Regions from separate parts of the Mus musculus genome. Here regions 2 and 3 are each linked to region 1. Evidence: chromatin contacts called from public capture Hi-C and promoter capture Hi-C data. All regions are on one chromosome and are shown on one strand. The core of a region is the stretch at or near the end of the contact, and the rest is flanking DNA. Distances in the headings are between cores, read along the strand shown.

The links. Promoter capture Hi-C pulls out the DNA fragments that hold promoters and counts their contacts. Capture Hi-C pulls out chosen DNA fragments and counts their contacts.
Region 2: a contact with region 1 is called in a capture Hi-C map of macrophages, with 2.4 times the contacts expected there. The contact joins the promoter of Hck here to the promoter of Kif3b in region 1. A contact is called at or near these places in 1 of 115 datasets of contacts at active chromatin or transcription factors (bone marrow-derived macrophages) and 4 of 9 other capture datasets (adipose tissue, liver, macrophages and 1 more).
Region 3: a promoter capture Hi-C map of liver shows a contact between it and region 1. The contact joins the promoter of Ccm2l here to the promoter of Kif3b in region 1. A contact is called at or near these places in 5 of 39 promoter capture datasets (embryonic stem cells, liver, macrophages and 2 more) and 3 of 9 other capture datasets (adipose tissue, liver and macrophages).

The regions. Positions count from the first base shown.
Region 1 is chr2:153,290,153-153,293,659 of GRCm38.p6, forward strand. Kif3b (kinesin family member 3B) reads left to right here and starts at 1,264. Exons shown (of 9, transcript NM_008444.4): 1 at 1,264-1,352. It overlaps Gm39961 (a long non-coding RNA gene), which reads right to left and starts at 1,274. Exons shown (of 3, transcript XR_866869.2): 1 at 987-1,274.
Region 2 is chr2:153,106,487-153,109,721 of GRCm38.p6, forward strand. Hck (hemopoietic cell kinase) reads left to right here and starts at 1,982. Exons shown (of 13, transcript NM_010407.4): 1 at 1,982-2,268. The coding sequence starts at 2,207.
Region 3 is chr2:153,064,443-153,067,911 of GRCm38.p6, forward strand. It overlaps Ccm2l (cerebral cavernous malformation 2-like), which reads left to right and starts at 1,513. Exons shown (of 10, transcript NM_001372363.1): 1 at 1,513-1,594; 2 at 3,318-3,469. The coding sequence starts at 1,565.

The DNA of each region.
Region 1 (3,507 bases), core at 14-2,513:
ATACAGAAGAGATGAAACATAAACACATATATTGCATTATGTTCTTGTAAACAACACATAATGTGTTTGTAACCAATACAGGTAAACTTTACTTTGCGTCAGTTTGGTAGGTATCTTTTTTTTTTCTTTGTGTGTAGCTCCAGCTCTCCTAGACTTGCTCTGTAGACCACATTGGCCTCCAACTCAGAGATCTGCCCACTCCTCCTTCCAGAGTGCTTTTTGCTTTGATGGAAGGGTAGCCGGACTCCAAAGATGCTATGCAGGGAGGATGACTTGATGTGATTCCGGTTTTCAAATTATTGTTCAGACTATCTAGTCGAGATGCCAACCATGCACTCCCAGCCCAGCTGGTTTGCATGTGCTGAAGTCAGAGGACAACCTAAGTTGTTTCTCTCCTGCCGGGTGGGTCCCTGGAATCTACCTCAAGCCGTCAAACGCGTTTACCCACTGAGCCATCAGAGGGTAGCATCTTTTCCCTACAATTATGTGTATTTATTTTTGATACTGAGGGACAGAGTCTCGCTGTGTAGTTCGGAACTTGCTCTGTACCCAAGCATGGTCTTGAGCTGTTCATCCTCCTGCCTCCATTTCCCGAGTGCTAGAACTATAGTCATGAGCCATCAAGCTCAACCAAAGTTTTTTGAGTTGATGGTAAGAATAGTGGGACTCCAAGGATGCCTTGCAGGGATGTGCTTCAGGTTTTAAATTATTATTCAGGTCACCTCGCCGGGAATGGATGGTCAGGCCTTATACTCTATTAACAGAGAACAAGAATTGCAGTCGAGTCTAAAGATGACAGGTGGCCTGGCCTTGCTTGTGGTGCTGTTCTTTAAAAAAGTGGAGAAAAGCAGGAATATATGAAAGGCAGACTGTGGGACTCGATGGCCAAATGAAAGTGACAGGCAGGACAGATTTTCCTTCATCCCTGGGTGGCCTTAATTGGGAGCCACTCAATACTAATCTGAGACCCAGATCAGAGAACTGACCTGAAAGAGCTTTCAGAAGGGGAGGATGAAAGCGCGTAGTGTGACCAAGATACTGGGCTCTGTTTCACAAACGGAGAAACTGAGGCACCCGAGACCAGAGGACCGAGTCCGGGTGCCTAGGAGGGTCAGAGTGTCCGCGCGCTGGGAACCTGGAAAACGCCGCTGCACTCCGGGTTCCGCCCCTCGGCGAGCTCCTCGCTTCGGAGGCCCAATAAAGTTATTGAAATTGACGCGGTTGCTAAGGAAGTGGGTCGCCGAGCCGGGTTGCTAAGGAAGTGAGCGCCGCGGTCTCTCCCCATCCGGGGCAGCTGGGAATGGCTGAGCCCCGGGTTCGCCGCCGCCGCCCGCTCTCGGCTGCGGCCGCAGGTGAGTTCGAGATGCTGGGGTCACCGCGGGGCGCCCAGCATTATCCCGATGTCGTTGCTCTGCGAGCCGCAGCATCCTTTGTCCGGCCTCTGTGGTATCTCTGACCACCCGGCTTTTTCTCGGGCGCGGCCGGTACGACCCCCCAGTCTCGGCCGCCCGTGCTCGCTCCTCACGGCCGGTCCGGGGCCACAGTCCCAGGCCCTGGCTGGAAAGGCAGCTCAGGAAGCAAGAACCTGAGGTCCGAGCCTCAGGGCGGTGCCTGGCTCGCTGTGTGACCTTGGACAAACCCCTTGCCTTCTCTGGCAGCAGCAGACCTGTCTGCCCATTGGGGTCTTGACACTTGCCGAGGAGACTTGTATATGAAAGGGCTCCAAGTGGGAAGAGGGTGAACGGCCAGGATACTCTATGTGGAGACCAAGAGAACTGTTTGAAGTCTGAGTGCTTGAGTTTGAGGCTGCATAGCGTGGCGTTGAGTCTTCTCATCTGTAAATCAGATCATGGGATTGCCCTTCGTGGGAAGCAGGGCGTCTGGAGTAGCTTGGGACATGATGCTTAAAAAAACAAAACAAAACATGTTAATTGCATATAACGGGTTTCATGATGACGTTTCATCCGTGTGTATAATTTATTTTATTCGTGCTCCCCTCCCACTGACCCTTTCCCTTCACTTTTTAGTCCCTTCTAATTCCATGCCCTAGCGCAGTTTACAAAAATTAGGTTCTTTTGAGGAGCATGGGCGTTTTGCCCGTGGCTACACTACAGAAGAAAATGCCTGCTACTCCCTCAATCACCAATAACTCATGTGAGGTGTTAGGTTTGGGGGTGTGGTGGTGGTGGGGACACAACACCTCAGGAATGGGTGGCTGTGTTGTGAGCCCCTCCCCCTAGCAACCGTTAACTGCCCATAAATCCTCGTGTAGGGGTGGGTCCTGTTGAGCCCCTCCCCCTCCACAAAACACGTGGTTAAGTACTACTTATCACTAATGGGATGGAGCCTTCCAAGAAGGGGAAGATGACTTGGAACCAGAAGGACTTAGGTGTGTAGCTTGCTAGTGCATATGGGTATTCTAGACACCCTGGCCATTCCCCACCCACAGTTTTACTTTGTAGTCTGCTCAGAGGGGGGAAGTTACTGACCTCTTAAAAGGTTCTGTACTTGTGCCATGCCTGTCACCCGGTATATTCATAACAAGAATAGGGGTATTTATCTCTTCTGAGAAGTGCTTAGAGCAACTTGATGCTTAAGAAGTTTTTTGAGGCGTATTATCTCATTTAGTCTTCACAGACAGTGTCAGGCAGCTGGTGATGTCACCCGCTCTTGTAGATGAGGAACCTGTGCCTGAGAAAAGTGAACGGCTTGCCTAAGACTGAGGCTTAAGGTGTGATGGAGCTGGACGGCATTTTACTCCCCGCTCCCTGATGCCTCTGCTTTCTCAACAGTAACTGCTAGAAGGCCACAAGGGTATTTTGGGTTGCTTCTAATTGCTTTGGCTAGAAGTTGTTCTCCCAGTGGCATGGAAACAAGATCTCAGAAAAAAAAAGCTCTGCATGTTTTAGTTTGTTCCTAGCATATATTAATTTTATCTGATAAATTTGACTGACTTTTTAAAAATACCATTACTGTAGTTTGTGTGTGTGTGAGTGCCAGCCTGTGCTGTGGTGTGTGGAGGTGAGAAGTCGGCTTTGTGGAGTTGACTCCTTCCACCTTTCGGTGGGCCTTGGGGATCAAACTCCGTAGACTCAGGTTGTCAGGCCTGTGTGGCCAGTGCTTTCCCTGCTGAGCCGTCTCCCCTGCCCCATGTGATGTTTAAATTCGTGTGTATGTGTGTGTTTTGATCATACTTACCTCCATCACCTTCCTACTCCTGCTGATACCCTCTCTTCCCACATTGTCTCCCCTTCCACAGCTCCCCTCTTTGATGACCCAGCCAGTCTAATTAGGATGGCTTATGGGAACACACATGAGGATTTATTTATAAGAGCACAAGTAACTTACTAGTGTTTCCATGGCTGAAGAAGTGCCTCTTTCTCAGTCACCATGGACTGTCTGTAAGTCCTCAGAGACGAGCGGGGCCTTATGAAGCCCTGCCCGCTTCTGTGACTAAATATTGATGGGCTCAGTCTCATAGACTTCTGTACAGATAGGCACAGCTGC
Region 2 (3,235 bases), core at 732-3,231, 180 kb before region 1:
TTTGTGGCAATACTAGTCTGGCGAAAGCTTTTGGGAAATGGTTTGAAAAAAGGAAGGTGTTGGTTCTTTGTGGTTCCCTGCCATCAAATGGCACATTGTTAACCGAGATGTTAGGGATGCTGGTTATATCCTTCTAATTTCCCCCTGGGCCTGTCCCAGGACCTACCTCCCTCATCCTGGAGGCCCAGGAAGCATGGTTGGGGCAGACCAGAGTGCTGGAGGCCTAAGGCCCTCCGGGCATCCCTCACCAACCATCCCACAGGAGTGTTTAAATGCCAGGCCTTTGTCTCTAGGTGGATAATCGGGGACCGGGAGGTTGGAAGCAGGGGGTGACAATGTGTGTGTATAATACACTGCCTTCTGTCCCAACCGGACAGCTAGCTCTGTGACGCTGCCTTTATTGGCTTCTTTCCCATCTCAATCTCCTTCACTCAGTAGATAACAAGCATTGTTTACTGCTACACAGACTAATTTCACTTCTGTGTCCAAGTCAATTAAACCTGTTCAAGACTCGGTCTATTTTTAGAAATAGGGCATGAATATATTAAAATACATAGCAAACACATTAGTGTTGGGTGACTGGGATTTCTACGTGGGCTGGGGACCAGGCTGTGTAGGAGGCAGCTCTGGTTGTCAGAACTGCTACTGGGCCTAGCGGGTGGAACTCTAGAGCTGCTAACACCGCTCGCGCTCAGAATTCATACTTAAAACATAGTACTGCTAAACGCATGCCTACATGCACGCGTAAGCGAATGAATGAGAGATACTGGTGGTCTGGCCTGGCTAGAGGAGGGAGGACTCCTGTACGTTTCTGCAGGTGTGTGTTGCAGTTTAGAGAGTGTTGGTCCCTGTCGTTTTGAATGATGTCTCAGGCTGAGTGGAATATGCCATGCAAACAGGACCTCAGTGGTCTGCCAGTAAGACTTCCTCTCTTCAACTTGGGAGGTCCTCTGAGCAGTCCCATATTCAGCCCAGAATAAGGCAAAGAACTCCCGCGGGCGCCAGACTTTGCATGGAGTTTGAATAAGCGGTGGGTGGGCGGGTGGAGGGAAAACCGCTGCATGTGGGAGGGACCGAAGTGGAAGGGCGGTGGAGACCCACCAGAATCCTAGAGGGAGAGGTTAGACTTATCAGGGCGTGGTTAGACTTAAAGGGAGCTACATTCCTTCTGCGGCTGGTTTAGGATCTTTGAAAGGAAGGATAGGATCGGTTGATTGCTCCAGTGCAGGATTTAGGACCTATGGGATTAAGGTCTCGTAGGGGGCTGGTGGCTGTAGTACAAACTACGGAGAGAGAGGCCCTGGATTCCATTCTCTAGAACACACAAGCGCGCGCGCGCGCGCTCTCGAGATTAAAACCCTTTCAGAAAATTTGATTACAAATCTAGAGAATTTGTAGGGGTTAGGACTGGGAACAGAATAGAAAGTGAGATTGAAAATCTTTCCCCAGGAGGAGGCAGATGGTTTTGCAGGTAAAGACGCCTGGTGCCAAGCGTGGCTGCTTGAGTTCAGTCCCCGGAACTCGGAAGGTGGAAGGTAAGATCCTAGTCCTCCAAATTGTTCTCTAACCTCTACACCGCTCTGAGGCTCCAGGGTACTTACACACATACACGGAAACAATCAACCAGTCAAACAATAAACGTAAAATATTACAATTCTTTAGGGAATCCAAGGGTATTTGGTCTCTTAGGTAGGGGTCCAAAATCTCTGGGGATAGGGTTTAGAATCCTTTGGACAGGCTCATTACATCATGGGGGGCTTAAACGCACTAGTGGGGGAGGGGGACTGGGAATCTTGGGAGGGCGGGTCAAACCTTGGTGTCTGAGTAAGTCCTTCAAGGACTGGTTAGCGCCCTTGAGGACAGGGTTAGCAAAGAAATGCTGAAATTCTTTGGAGGTGAATTTAGAGCAGGAGACAAGAGAGCCAGAGTGGGAGTTAGGCTCTTAGAGGGCGGAGTCGGGGTATTTGGGGGCGGGGTTTGCATCACCCAGGGTGCGGCTAAGGCGCCCAGATGGCCAGTGAGCGCCACTGGGTTGCGGCTCCCAGCTTGCACTCCCCGCGGCGGCTCTCAGACGGGTGGGAGGGGACCAAAGTCGCCCGTGAAGGGGGCTCTGACCCGTTCCGAGCGCCAACGCAGCCTCTGTAGCCCGCAAGTCTTCGTCGCTTGCTCCGGGCTCTGAAGTCCGGGGCCACCAGGGGCCGCAGCGCTGGGGGGTCGGTCTAGCTGCGAGGATCCGGGCTGCCCACGAAGCGAAGGGCGGGCGCCCAGGTGAGTGCGGGGTGAGAGGGCGGGAATGGGACACACCCCCGTCCCCGAGAACGTGCAGACCTCGGGCTCCAGGGATCTGAGATCCTGGGCGAGCTGTGGGGGTGCCGAGGAAGGAAGAACCCGTCCTAGGAGCAACCGATCCCCGGCGGTGGGATGCGCAGTCTACGAAAGGTGGAGGGTACCCAGGTGGCCAGGTGAGGCGAATTGCCGCCACCCAGGGCGACCCTGGGATAGCCCTAGATAGAGGAAGCTCAGGCAGGGGAATGGCAGTGCTGAGCTGAGGCTTCTCTGTCTAACCAGGTTCCCCTTCTGCACACACACACACACACACACACACACACACCAAGAAGAAGAAGCTGGAGGGGAGGGAAAGGCCCGTTCAGTTCCCATTGATGGTGGGTGGGTGGCAGGTCACGCAGGTAGACAGCAGCCATGGCTAAAGGAACAGCCCGGCCAAGACAAGCCCATGCCTGCCACACCCAGGCCTGGCTATAGGTGTATATCTGAGTCCCCTCTTTTACATCTTCCCCTGCCTTCCCAGCTGAACCCCTAACAGGCGTACATCCAACTCCAGAACCTCTTACACAAAGACCACAATCTACCACCATCTCCTCTGTGTGACACTGGGGCATGTCACTGGCTACTCTCTGGATTCCAGCTTCCAACTCTGTAAAATGGGCTGTTTTACATTCATCTGAAGCTGAGTTGTCCAGAGAAGGGGAGCAGTGCTGCTGGGTACTGGAGAGAGAGCCTGGTTTGTCTGTGCCTCTGTTTGCATAGCTGCAGGATGGAGATGGTAAGAGGACAGGTTGAATGTTCCCTATCCAAACTACACCTGATCAGAGGGGTTTAGGATTTCCGAGTGTGGCAGAATTCTGTATGTCAAGTGCACAGCGAGGCATCCTGGAGTGAAAATTAGGTCTTAAAGAGACATTTGTGTATGTTACACGTGCTTCTGTATGTGTTC
Region 3 (3,469 bases), core at 263-2,762, 230 kb before region 1:
AGGCAGAGTGGAGGTCTCATGTTCCAGTGCTCGGACGTGACTGGCAGGATGCATGGTCTTAGGAGGAAGAGGCTGTAAGTCTGGGACCAAACTGCCGGGACCATTTCCTTTCTGGTGTGTGGAGAAAGATAGGAATGGCTAGGGTTGGGGGTGTCCTGTAGCTCCCACACCCAAGAGTGATAAGAGACCTGACATGGTACACCCACCCTTTCAAAACTACCATGCAAAGAGTTCCAAACCTTGGCACCTGCTGTTTATGATCTGTGGCCCTGTGTCTTCCGTACCATAGGGAGCACTAGCAAGAGAGGATTTTGGGGATCACCCTTTCATTGGGAAGGTCGGGACGCTGAAGACCAGGGCTTAGAATATTCACTGCAGCCAGGGACACCAGCAAAGCAGTTCTAGAGCTCTGGCATCCAGAACCCAGGTGCTGTGGCAGGTGCCCACGGGCCACTCAGAACACCCCAAGTGTGCCTGCTAAGGCACACAGGAGGTTAGAGCCCCAGCAGCACTGGACACTAGACTTCAGGTCCAGCGAGGCTGGAAGCCCCACGTTCTTATACTCATTGTGTGACATGAACCCCCACCCCCAATGCAGAATCCTTGCCGAGCACGCCGCCCACGTGACCTTGAGCCAGGATCTGCACACGAAACTGCATTTTTAAAATTTATGTCACTGAAATCATGGTCGCAGATACAGTGAGGAGATAAAAATATGCCAAAAAGACAGTGAGGCAGCCCGGAAGCCACAGATAAGGAAATAGAATTTGGTTTTTTATTTATTCATTTGCAGTGCTAAGGACAGAACCCTGGGCCTGCAGGCTGCTAGGTAAGTGCTCTATTATTGAGTATCCCTAATAGTAAATATTTAATATTTATTGAGTATTTCATATGTTCCAGGAGTTCTAAGTGTATTTAATCCTAGTCAAAGTACTATGAGGTCAGGTTGAATGTGGAAACTGAGGCATAAGTGGTGAAGTAAGTAGCAGGCAGCCAGTCCCAGAGGCCCCCATATACCATCTCTGAAAAATAAGGATTTATTATTATTATTACTACTACTACTGCTACCACCACCACCACCACCACCACCACCACCACCACCACTACCACTACTATTATGTTAACTTGCCTGGACATAGTCTGAAGCACTTTCCACCTACTCATTCATTTCTCAGAGAAAGGCCGGGGTTTCTCCTGGTGTATACAGAGAAACAGGCAGCAGGCTTTCAAAGAGGCTTTTAATGTCTTATCTTGCCAAAGTCATTGAGCAAGGTTGGTGGCAGACATAGGGAATGACCCAAATGTGATCTCCAACTCGGGGGACCGTTCCTCAGTCTGCTCCAACAAGTGCCGAGCCCCTTAGACGCCATGTTTGGCTCCCACCCTTCAGTTGCAGGGTTCCAAGGCAGTGTTCTCCATCTGCCCCCACCCCCACCATCAGATGGGAGGGGCAGGAACTCTGGTACTGGTGGAGTTTCCGACCGGGCAGGAAAAAGAACAAAGGAAATGGAGGGGGGTCTGGAGGGGGAGAGGAGGGTGGCAGGACAAGAGGAGCAGTTTCACCATGGAATATGAAGCCAAGAAAGGGAAGAAGGTGAGTGGGGGGTTGAGAGGGCCAGGGTTGGGAAATGTCTCTGAAGGTGGATACAGAGGTGAGCAACGTGGAGTTAGCAAACAGCACAGGGAAGGGAGACTGCCTTCTCTTTTGGAAGGAAGTTTCTTTCTGTCCCTGACAGCCAGACGGACATCTGGGCTCCGGTCTAAGCTTCAGTCTTAGTGGCCTCTGTCATACGTCTACTGAGAGACTGACAGGGTCTTCCTGTTTCTTGGACATTCTGGTGGTAGCTTCCCGAAGCCTCTCAGAGAAAGGGACAGACAGACACACAGCAGACACCTTCCCTCCCCAATCACCCAGACAGTAAGGCCCAGCCAAGATGATTATAGTTTGGCAGATTGCCCATCCAGGCTGGGGCCTCTCACCTGTTCCCTGCCCCCTGCCCGCTGTTTCCCAAGCCTACACCTGCCCTCCCCTACCCTTGTGCAAAAACTCACTCCTGAGACCTCAGTTTAAGCCAACCCAAGTCCTTTCTCCACCTTCCTCCTCTTTTGAATTTGAGAGGTTTTTCCACTTCCCAGTTCCCACTGCACCCTCATACACACGGGGCTCCCTCCACCTAAGAAACGGGGTTCAGAATGTTTTATAAGGAACTCACATGAGGTCAGTACGGTGGCACAGGCCTGTAATCCCAGCTATTCTGGAGGCTAAGGCAGGAGGATTACAAGTTTAAAGTTAGTGTGGGTAATTTACTGAGAACCTGTCTCAAAACTGTAAAAGTGGGCTGGGGGGAGGGGGGACCCGTTCCTTGGCAGAATGCTTATCTAGCATGCAAGGTCCCAGGTTTGATTCCCTAACCTGCAAACTGATAATAAGAATTTTAAGTGCCAAGAGAGCTGGAGGTATCCAGCTCAGAAGTATTTATGTGAGGCTCTGGATAAAATCCCCAGTACAGACACATCAACGTGCCCCCATGTGAATCATTGGGGCTGACATGCACAAATTCTCAGGGGTCTATGTATTTATTTAGGGGACAAGGTCTAACCATGTAACCCAGGCTGATCTTAAAAACTCACTGACTGTATAGCTCAGGCTGGCCTTAAACCCACAGCAATTCTCCTGCCTCAGCCTCATGAGTGCTAGAATTCACCCAGTGAGGTCCATCTGATTAGGCTCCTAGGTGGCCGCCCATCCTGTTTGTGTCTGTCTTTTGGGGAAGCTAAATAGCATGCCACCCGTGTCACCAGAATTGATGGTTTGCTTTAGAAACTGCCAACGTAGTTCTAGAATGCCGCTAGATTGCTGCCCCCAGGGCTTCGGATTCCATAGGCTCAGGATGGGATCCAGGAAACAGCAGTTCTCTCAGATTCCCTCGATCCATCCTGGGTGTCTTTGTATCGGTGTCTCTGGATTATACTTACATTTATTTATTGCATAATTCTAACTCACAAACAAGCAATAGCCTAATAAATGCCTAGCTATCCTCCACTTAGCCCTGGGGCCTTGGCCGTTCTTTGAATCTGGCTGGCAGGAGCTTCACCCTCCCTGGGTACTTAAAATGCAGCTTTACGATGTCCTACCTGCTGGTGTTCTTTCTAGCTCTCAGCCTGGAGTCTCTTTGCTTCTCCACCTGAGGGGGGGAGGGCGGACCTGCAGGGCTGCACCTCCCGCAGTTTTTAGGAGGATTAACTGAGGTTGTGGAAGCAAACCAGAGCTCATAAAGCCAGTGCTATAGTTACTGGGACTTTCCTGTCTCTACCAGGGCTTTGTGTCCCCCATCCGAAGACTGGTGTTCCCGAAGGCTGCACGCCAGGCTGCCTTCAGAAGCAGTGTCAGTCGCAGGCCCCTGCACTCTATGCCTCTTTATCCCCCTGACTACCTCATCGACCCCCACATCCTGCTGTGTGACTACCT